2 separate regions of the Pan troglodytes genome follow, and region 2 is linked to region 1. A link is a contact called in public HiChIP or PLAC-seq data. All regions are on one chromosome and are shown on one strand. Each heading gives the region's core, a stretch centred on a gene start, on an enhancer-like site or on the middle of the called end of the contact. The rest is flanking DNA. Distances are from core to core; before and after follow the strand shown. Region 1 holds the start of KDM4D (lysine demethylase 4D). Region 2 holds the start of CEP57 (centrosomal protein 57).

Region 1 (5,316 bases), core at 1,501-4,000:
GGTCAGGGCTATATTTGAATAACAGTAAGTAAACATAAATATATGTCACTTCTTAAAGCAAAGACATAACAAGTATTTTAGAAAAACATGGTAAATCAATTATTAGAGATGAAAGGAGGAAACAAAACATACATCTGTTAGAGGGTCATCGGCATCAAGGTTGGCGGCAGGAATCTGGTCTAACCGTGGCTTTTTTGACACTGAAGAGGAGGTTGTATGTTCTGGGGGGAAACAAAAATCATTTAACTTAGTAAAACAAATACTTCATTTCTTAAAATGTTTTAGGGACCTGTGGGCACAAGGAGCCCACATTAAAAGCATTATCCACAGTGAACTCACATCCACAGCGCCTGGGCAAATAAGCCTTTGGTAAATATTTGTTGTTATTATCTCTAATGACCTAAGAAAGTAGTACAGCTCACATCAATCTGTAAAAGTAAATGGTTAACATTTTCCAATTGCTACATAATGAAAAACTATCAACAACATAATTTTATGAGACAAATGTCTTGGATAGTGTTGGTACCTCGGGTTGGACGATCCCTATTTTTCTCTCTTGCAGCAGCTCTCTCTCTTTCTTCCAACTCTCTCCTGAAGTCACGGTTACGAACCTCTTCAGGGGCATCCTGAGTAGTCTGTCTAAAGTAGAAACAAACCAGGGCAAAAATGTTACTTAAACACACACACACACACAGAGACTGTAGTAATGGAAGACAATTCAGGAATGAGACTTTGTCCTTCGAGCAGAAAAAAGGGAAGTAGACAAGATCATAATTTAATGTGAAGGTTACTAACAGCCACTCTTGTGATGTTCCCAATATTTCAAGAAGTCCAAATTCAATCACATATTTTCCTATAATAAGGCTTTACAGTGATTAAAATGTCTTTAATTTTTATTAGGATTATATCAACTCAGAACTTAACAGTAATACTTTTAATATACTGATTGGTGCTCATAGTGCATAATCTCTCTGAGGCATTATTATTTCTATTATTTATTGTTCTATCTACATATGAAAATTCCTGGTTAGTAGGAATTTCACGTTTTAAAATCACAGCAGAATTTTAGTGTTAAACATCCTATTGCATTCTATTCCTATGAAAATAGATAAGTGACATAACTCAAACATACTACTATATCATGACCACGCCATTTAACAGATCTGGTCTTGTTTTGTGAACAATAAAAAAAGAAAGTCTTACTACCTGTATTTTATCTTTGTATGAGAGGGTAGGTCTCTGCTTGAATACTGCTTTGAAAGTTGGCTCAAATCACCTTCTCCTTTTCCCCTTCCACCTCTTGCAGGTTCAAAGGTTGGCCTGGCTGCTGTTGTCATCTTTTATGCTTTGAAGAAAAATATAATCAAGTTATTTCCAACATTACAAACACTCATTTTATAGAGTATTAATCAATATCCATACTGGTAAAGTAAGTTCTAAAACTCATTCCCCAAAACCTGCTTAATCTTCTTAAACAAAAGTTTTCAAGAAAACAAATTATGAGGCTTAGGCTGTACAAGGAATATGGCTTCTCAGGCTTGCCTTAGTACAAAAAATTCTGTCATGAAGATCTGAGTTTGCATCCCTATTCTCCTTCTGACTATATGGGCTTGAGCAAGTCACCTGGCTTAACTTTGTCATCTGTGGAATGGAGATATTCCTCATAGATTATAAGAATTATGACACTTGACATGTCAAAACCCTAGTAAAATACAGTACTGCCATGACTGAGTTTTAAAAATTTCCAACTCAACCTTACTCTACCAGACTCTGTAAGGTTTGCATTTTATCTAAACTTCACACAATAGCAAATAGGCTAGTAGAAACAAAAGCTAAAAACAAACAAAAAATATCACTGACAAAGTTACTAAATGTCCCAGAGAAAAGTGTGTTAAACTTCAATGACAGTTACACAGAAAAAAATTCTTAAACAACCGTTTGTTGAGCCAATTTTCTCCTACAACAGGCATCATACTATAAATCAGATCGTTTGTGGGTTATAATTTAAGGCCTGTTCAAAAAAAACAAGAACCTCACCCCCAGAGGATTCTGATGCCAAAAATCAGGGACTCATTCCTCAAGTTACTTTCTGCTTGGAGCAGTCACAAGAATACTGTGTAGCAGATGCAGTCACTAAAACCCTGTTAGTGTCGGAAAAGCAAGTGTGTGGGGAGGGTGGGCGAATTGGGAGGATTTTTTGGGGTGGGGGGGGGCGGTGCTAATTCTCTCAACTTTCAAAAAGGGTAGAGACATGTCTACAAAGAAGAAAACAGGGTTATCTGGCGCTGGGGGCGCCGCCCCTTCCCACACACCCACGGAATTATCACTCCGGCCTCCCGTGAGCTAGTCTTTGGCTATAACCAGAAACTCGCTGCCTCTTCACCCGTGCCCAGCACTGCAGGGGTGCGAAGGGTAGTGAAGGGAGGACCTGGGGTTCGCTTTACGCAGTAGGCGAGCTGCCTTTACGCTGCGATCTCCTCGGCGGGCCCGAGAGCTCCAGACGCGCCTGACAGGCACTCGGTTCCGCCCCTAGCCCGCTGCTCCAGGGCCTCCACCGCCCGCGCTCTGCACTCTGCCGCCGACTCCGACCCCAACTGCCCTTTCCCGTCCCATCGCGATAAGAAAGATAATCTCCTATCCTCTTGCCGCTCACACTGGCCGAGGTCCGATGCAGCAGGCTCCGAAGATCATACGGACGCCATTACCACTCTTGGCTCCCAGAAACCTCTGCGCCCAGAGCTAGCGCCTACGACCCGGAAGCAAAATCCAAGCGCTTCGGGGGCGGAAGCAACGACCAATCCGCAGTGGCCGAAGTGGAAGTCGGCGTAACGGCACTAAGGGGCGGGGCCGAAGCGGCCCAGGGGGCGGGCGTTTGAATTCAGTGCCTTAGAGTAGACCCTAAACCTCATTTTATACCTTCAAGAACCAATTACTTAATGTCTCTTCCGTCTTTTCCGTCCCCGACCCCCTCCCAGACTCCTTCATTCCGGTACTGCGTGGACGGAAAGCCCCGGGTAGCCGACACCACGTCCCCGGCTAGCGGGAGAGAGCGTGGAAAAGGATTACACCAAACTGTTTAAATCCAACGACTCCTGCTTCCATCCTTTCTCCTGAGCTAGAACCAACAAACCTAGAGAGTTGGGCTTCGGAAAAACTAGTGTTTTCATTTAATTGGATATGAAGAAAGAACAAATATGTACGGGGCAACCACGATCTTTACAAAGGTACCATTCCTGCAAAAATATTAACACTTCAAAGCAAAGGTTGTATTCGTAATGTTTGCTAAAATTTCTTATTTAAAAAACGTTAGTTTTAGTGGGAGGGGAGATGTCAGTATTTACGAGAGCGTTTACAACGGTGGGCCCAACTACCAGGAGCACAAGATGTAATTATTAAGATGGCTACTTAAGTGTTAAGTTTTAATAAGACAACGAAAAGTAGAAAACCCGAAAACCAAAAACCCACCAGTCGTCTCTCCTCCCTTCCATAAAAACAAATTCTGAGAATAGAGATCTTGGTTGTTTAGCTCATCTTGGTATCTCATCACATAGACCTTGACGTATAGTAGCTGCTCAATTAATATTTGTTAAACAAATGAAAATTCAACTTCCCCAACTTAGTTTAAAATGTAAGGAACTCACAAAATTGAATATTTAAATGCTTTCTTACCCCTAAATTCTTTGCAACTTTTTAATGAAGAAAGAAAAGCAGAAAAAGCCCTTTCAGTCATAGAGTTCAAGATGAAAATCCTGATTTTTCTTACCGAAGGTATCCCTCCTCCAGTCTTAACACGTCTCACTAAAAGACGCGATCATCACGCTAGTTACTCAAACCAAAATCCCGGAGTGCCTACTTAAATTCCTTTTCATTCACTCTTCACATACGGTTCATTTACAGGTCTTAACAATTCTACTTTTAAAACTCACCCGAAATTTTATTCTACTGCCACTACCCTTGCCTTTGCCAACACCATCTCCTACCTGGATTGTAATTGCTTCCTATTATATCTTCCTGCGTCATCTTTTATCCTACAGTCAGTGTTGCATATAGCCAAGAGAGTGATCTTTTAAAATTAATAAAATGGTGTTACTATCCTGTGTACAATTTCACTGCACTTAGAATAAAAATCACATTTCTTAATGTGACCTGAGACCCCACGGAGTCTGGCTCCTGCCTACCTTCCAGACTTCACTTCCAATCAGTCACTCGCTTACGCACTAAGCTCTAGACATAGCCAAGTGGGCATTTCTGTTTTACAAAACAGGGCAAGATTCCTTCTATTTTAGGGCCTTTGCACTGGCTTTTCTCTATTGCCTGTGCCCCAAGATAACTGTATCACCATCCTTCATGTCTCAGGTATCACAGTGAGGTTTTCCTACCCCCCACCCCTCCAACACTTGTGTTTGTACACCATCACATCACCCTGTTTCATTTTTCATACCACTAAACATTACCAGAGTCTATTCTATTCATTTTTTATTTCCATGTCTCTCAGGAGACAGCATGCGAAGGTCATTAAGAGAAAAGGATCTTCAGCCTGCCCATTTTTGTTCTAAATTCCAGTTCTGCCCTTTCCTAGCTCTATAACCTTAGGCAAGTCATTTTCCCTTTCTGTGCTTTCAGTTTCCTCACGTGTAAAATGGGCGTAATTCTAGTCCCTAACTTGTAATACTACTCTAAGGATTAAGTGAATTAATACTTGTAAAGTGCTTAGAACTGTCTCAGCAAATAGTACTTGCTAAATAAATGTTAGCTATTATTATTATTAATATTATTTTTATTATTATTGTCTATCTTCCTATATTAGAACATAAGTTCCAGGAAAGCAGGAACCTTGTCTCTCTTGTTCACTGGGTGTATCCTCTGCATATAGAACAGTGCCTGGCACATAATAGGTGCTGAGTAAGTATTTGTTGAATGAATGAATGAATGAATGATGCACTATGAAGTAGAGGAATGACATAACAATGGCAAGATGGTAACACAATTATAGGAGATACCCACAGTTTTTATGTTCCAACTGTCCTCATTAGCCCGGAGTGAATCACTTCGTTGATTTAACTCCCAGCCCACTAACCTAATCTTTTGGTTGCCAGTGGTGATAAATAGCCACCCTATAATTTCATTAACACCAATATACAATATAGTCAATCCACAAAATTAAAAGCTTTTGACTTAAACGAAAGTGCTAATAAGAAAATGAAACTAAAGCTTTTGACTTAAATGGTTTGAAAGTATTAAGAAAAAGAAACTTAAGTTTACTAAAATCTTGAAATTCATCTGATCAGTTAACCTAGCTGGCAAAAATCATATAAC
Region 2 (5,316 bases), core at 1,686-4,185, 810 kb after region 1:
AGCATAGCAGTAGTTTTTTTTTTTTGAGACACAGTCTCGCTCTGTACCCCAGGCTGGAGTGCAGTGGCAGGATCTCAGCTCACTGCAAACTCCGCCTCCTGAGTTCACGCCATTCTCCTGCCTCAGCCTCTGGAGTAGCTGGGACTACAGGCGCCCACCACCATGCCCGCTCTTTTTTTTTTTTTTTTTTTTGTATTTTTAGTAGACACGGGGTTTCACCGTGTTAGCCAGGATGGTCTCCATCTCCTGACCTTGTGATCCGCCCGCCTCGGCCTCCCAAAGTGCTGGGATTACAGGCGTGAGCCACTGCGCCCAGCCAGCAGTACGTATTTTTTTAAAAGGTCCAGCTTTATGAAAAATATTAACTGGTAACAATGACATGAAAACATAAGACATACTTACCGTCCCAAATTGCTTCACATTTTGAGCACACTTCTTACAAATTGTGTTAGTTTTGCTGAAAAATAAATTGTATATAGATCATGTTTATGTAGCTTTCTAAAGTAATTAGCACAATGTCAAAATAAAATGAGTCAAAGATTTGTAGTACTTAAAACTTTAATAAGGACCACGGATTTTTTTCAAATATACAAGGATATTTTCAGAGTTGTTTTACCCAAATTAACTTATGACAAATGTTTTTATACATTTTTATTGTGTATTTCTTTTTGTAAACAAAACATCTTAATGTTTCCTATATAGCTCCAAAATCTTCACACTTGACACTATTACTGCACAGCATTACAATACCAGTGCCTACCTAACCTTCCACTTGGCTACTGTCCAACATTATAATGCCCACACCTATTTATGAAGAAATTATTTGTTCTTTTCTGAGGCTACTTTCTGTATATACTCTCAGAGTGGAACTGTTAAAAATGTTACGTACGACTCAAATAATTTGTTCCATGTAACAAATTATTAGATTTTCACCTTGGAAGGCAGTTGGTAACACCACAGACCTTTCCTCAGGTCCATTAAGGCTTTACCACTTTTTTTTAGTTTAACATAACTGTTTACATTTGCATTAGCAAGGCTGTACATTTTCCATGTAGTATTATACTTTCCCTCATATAAAGTCTAACTGTAAATTAACCACCACTGGTTTTTTTGGCAACATTCTCTCTCCCACCATGTACAAAAGGTTTACAACTTAAAATTTCTGGGGCTAAACCATTTTTAAAAAATACTTTCATAAAAACATGGGATTACAACCCCCAAGTATTCCATAAAGACAACACTTGTCTTTAACAGTCAAAAACTGTTCAGTATACAAACCTCTCTTGTTGAAATTCTGATCTGCAGTAAGTACATTTTACAATAGGATGTGCAATCCGACATTCCTGTAATAAGACAATACATTAGTCAGTATCTTTCTGAAAGTCCCAAATCTCACTTTTCTGGTAGAAAACTGTTTACCCAACCTAGTGAAATGTCTAAAACATTTATAAAACCTGGCCCCAACGTAAAGAACTGGATGCTTTATCATATAAGTGGCCAATCACAATATAATTCCTTAGGGAAGGCACAGGTGTCTTTGTCTTTAGTAGACGTGGGGGTATATTACAGATAAATTAAGAAAGCTGTCAGGGCCGATTTCAAGGATTGGTTAAATGTGAAACTACTTATTATTTTGCACCGTTGCTCACAGACAGCATCCAGGCTTTAATGGGATGGGAGGAGCTCCAAATCAGAGCATTCTGTTCCCAAACCAGTCGCTTCGCTTTCCTGGACAGGGAAGAAGGATGCCATCAGCTTTGCGGCTTCGGGTTCCTAGCAAGAAAGTGCAAAAACCGTCCCCTGCCTCCTGGTGGAAGAAGAGGACAGACCAGGCAGAAAACCGAGATGAAAACATCTCCACCCCTGGGTCTCTGCGGCATAGACAGGTGGCTGCCTCACTCAACCCCACCCCTGAGACCCCCAGACGCTGACGGGGCCCGGCACCCTCCTGGGCCGCCTGGAAAAGGGCACGATTCTGCCTCCCTTTCAGGGTCCGTTCCCAGCTAATGTTCAAGCCCCCAGAAAAAGGGGTCCCCGAGTGGGGAGGCGAGGGCTCCAGACTCCCAAACCCCTGAGGCGCCGGCGAAGAGAGAGGGGCTGCAGTGCAGCGGCTACCCGGCCCCCTCCGGCTACGGCCGAGGACACCCATCCCGCCCGCCTCCCGGAGCCCACGGACCTTGCAGAGCTGCTGGCCCTGGGAGAGCTCCTCGAAGGGATAACGCTGGGTACACTTGGTGCAGGCGTACAGGGCCGAGGCCGCCATCCTGCTCCTCAGTCTCCTCCTCCGCCGCCGCCCGCTCCGAGGCGGGGCCCTACGGAGAACCCGAGAGCCGCCGCCGCCGCCCGGGCCGCGGGCTCCTCCTCCTCCCCCTCCCCCTGCCTCGCGCCCACCAGGGCCTCGCCGCGAGAGCCCAGGGCCCCGCGGACGACGCCACCGTCTCCCTCCGCCTCCACTTCCGCCCCAGCCCACCCAGTGACGCCGTGCCAGCCGCTCCCGCTTAGGCCCCGATAGCGGCGGAGGGAGACGAAACGGGTAGGGGGTTGCTGTTTAGCTGCGCGGCCGCGGATCCGCTTCCTTCTCGGCCTCCCTTTCCCATCCCTGATTGGCTGCGAAGGCTACCGCGTCATTCGATGGCTCCTCCCAACTCCCAACTTCCGCGACGCAGGAAGCGCCCACAAAGGAAGGATGTCGCCGGCCAATGACATCCCGGAGCTCTCAGCGCGCGAAATCCGCTTTGAACCTGCCCCGCCCAAAGGTCTGCGGTCGCGGCTATTTCTAACAGCCAGTCCCAGGTTTGGCTGAGAGCGCCCCAATCCAATTGGGCAAATGTTCGCCAAAGGCTCGTTCTCTGCCGCAACTTTTTTCCCTTGCTTTCTATTGGACTAAATCGTTAAGTCCCTCCTAATCCTATTTGTTATTGGCCAAAAGGTAAGTACTTCACCTGGAGAGGCGTCCCCGAGGCAAATTCACGCTCTCTCCGGCGTTTAATCCGAGGGAACTCGTGGAGTGCTTTAACTTCGCCTTCGCTTTTGTTTTATCTCCATTACTCCCTTCGGTTGCCACTGGCGACAACACTACTCGCCCACGCTTCTTACTGGAGGAGGCCTGCCCCTCCGTAGAATCCCCGCAGAGCCGGCCTGTAACCCCGGCGTTGTCTGCCGCAGCAGGCCTCGTTACGCGCTACCTTGTGACGTCACCAGGGAAGAGGCGGATTCTCTCCTACTACAGAAAGACGTCTGCTGTTTTGATTGGCTAGGAAAGACGTCCGTTAGGACGTGTTGCCCTTTCTGTGTAAGCTGTGAGCGTAGGCGGCCCTGAGGGGGTGTGTGGCAGGGGTTTCCAAGCCCAGCACCAGCACCCTTGCCCTTTTCCATCTGGGGTTCAGCCTAGGGTCCCCCCTGGTGGGCGGCTCCCGAGTCTTGGAGAAGAGCACGAGAACCTAGACCGCCCCCGAAGTGCGGAGACCCCCTGGGCAGGCTGAAAGATGGCGGCGGCGTCTGTCTCTGCGGCTTCTGGTTCTCACTTGTCGGTAAGAAGCAGTTGGCGCGAGTGGGCCCCACGTCGGTCCTAAGCGCCTCTTTGAGTTTCCTCACGTTTCAGGGCGCTGTCAGTCCGGCTTCTGACGCAATTCTGGAGGACGGCGGGAATGCCTAGATTGCCCCGCGCTCCCCAAGCTTTCATTCACTGTTCCTGTGTCGAAGCTGCACCCTCTGGCTCCCAGTGAAACTGGGCTGGCCGCCTCTGTTCCCCAGCCCTTATTCACCTTTTGGCGTAGCAACCAACCCCGGTTGCCTAACATTCCCAAGGGCCGGCTGGGATAACTGCCCACTCCCTGGCCTGCAAAAATGTAGCTTTTTTGGTCACGTGGGTTCAGCGGCCCCTCTAGGAAACTCGCCGGATCAGGTGAGGCGCGCCAGTGTGTTTAAGAGACAGTTGCAGAATAGTAGTCCGCCGTCTCTCGAGCACTTACTAGTCGTTGTTTATGCTGTTTCCTATTCCTGCAGTGCCTCCCACTCCCTTCCACATTAACTTCGTTGTGTGATACTCGTAGCCAGAACGCGCGCTTCCTGTCACCTAGCATTACTGGAACTTCAATGTGGAAATGCCCTTTTGGAGAGGCGACAGGGGGAATTGATTTTAAATATTGTTTTTGCCTCATCAAATGTCACCATCCAGTTTAGTCACTGGTATTCACTGGTATTTCTCAAATTGGAGTGTCGAATGCTTAGGTATTTTGAAAACCGCGGCATTGGAGAGCTTTGATAGGAAGTAAATGTTGGAGCTCTTATTTCTCCAGTTAGCAAATGTTCGATGCCTGGCATACTGTTAGGGTCCAAATGAATAGAATAGAAACCCTGCTTTGAAGGAGAAAAACACTGAAGAGAAACTACACGTAATTAGTGATTACTGCGCAGTACAGTTTAGGAAGTGCTACCGTAGTAGAATAATCTAGAGGGGAGTGATTAACAGTGCTTGGGTAGGCTAGAGAAGGTTTCCTAGAAGGGAAGATGGAGCTAGTTGCGTGTCGAAGGAATTGTGATTGCTTGTCCCAAGAATAGAGAAAGGAGAAAAAGGCAGTGCGGGAATTTTGGAGTATGTGCTAGAACAGTAGGTGCTTTTAGGAAACTTGAGATATTTCGGAATGAGAAGAAGTAATACGGAGGTAGAGCTGGATGAGGTGAATTGGAAACGTAGGTAAAAACGTGAAAAAAGAAGGATGGTGAGGGAAGGAACTAGAAGAGTATCAGGGTAAAGTTATTTTCTAGGATCTAGGGGGAAAGAGTTGGAAACGCTAAGAAAGCCTGGTCACCTTGGAGAAGTCAGTTTCAGCTTTTGGAGACTTGTTAGAATTTGTAATAATGGGACTAGAAGTATTACAGTGTTTCAGCCGAATGGGAATTAGAAGTTTGCAGAGAGGGCTGGGGAAGTTAAGGAGAAGTAAGGAAAGCAGCAATTTAAGGTTATTCAGGATTAGGTCAGTAAAAGAAAAAAGTAAAAAACTATTGGAAGTGTCAGCAGATGGATGAGATTTTATAGGAGATGTGATTAAACTTGGGAGAAGAGGGCTTTTCACGGCTCTCAAAAGTTAAGCACTTGGAGACCGAACAAGGAATACTCTTACAAATGTTGAATTGAGTCTGGGTGCGTGGCTCATGCCTGTAATACCAGCTACTAGTGAGGCTGAGGCGGGAGGATCACTGAGGCTGAAGTGAGGTATGATAGTGCCACTGCTCTCCAGCCTGGGCGACAGAGCGACCCTGTCTCCATAAAATAAAATATTAAATAAACGTTTAATTGAGCTGCACTATGCCAAG

The links. HiChIP or PLAC-seq counts read pairs in DNA pulled down with a chosen protein or histone mark.
Region 2: a contact with region 1 is called in an H3K4me3 HiChIP or PLAC-seq map of stem cell-derived excitatory neurons, with 8 times the contacts expected there. The contact joins the promoter of CEP57 here to the promoter of KDM4D in region 1. A contact is called at or near these places in 1 of 7 Hi-C or Micro-C datasets (stem cell-derived neural progenitor cells) and 1 of 1 datasets of contacts at active chromatin or transcription factors (stem cell-derived excitatory neurons).

Annotation. Positions count from the first base shown.
Region 1 is chr9:97,077,966-97,083,281 of NHGRI_mPanTro3-v2.0_pri, forward strand. KDM4D (lysine demethylase 4D) reads left to right here and starts at 2,751. Exons shown (of 3, transcript XM_522154.7): 1 at 2,751-3,224; 2 at 4,808-4,902. It overlaps CWC15 (CWC15 spliceosome associated protein homolog), which reads right to left and starts at 2,779. Exons shown (of 7, transcript XM_001144223.7): 1 at 2,654-2,779; 2 at 1,207-1,345; 3 at 527-639; 4 at 133-221. The coding sequence starts at 1,337.
Region 2 is chr9:97,892,175-97,897,490 of NHGRI_mPanTro3-v2.0_pri, forward strand. It overlaps CEP57 (centrosomal protein 57), which reads left to right and starts at 2,936. Exons shown (of 14, transcript XR_008538130.2): 1 at 2,936-3,530. FAM76B (family with sequence similarity 76 member B) reads right to left here and starts at 2,398. Exons shown (of 9, transcript XM_001145967.7): 1 at 2,177-2,398; 2 at 1,279-1,343; 3 at 403-457. The coding sequence starts at 2,263.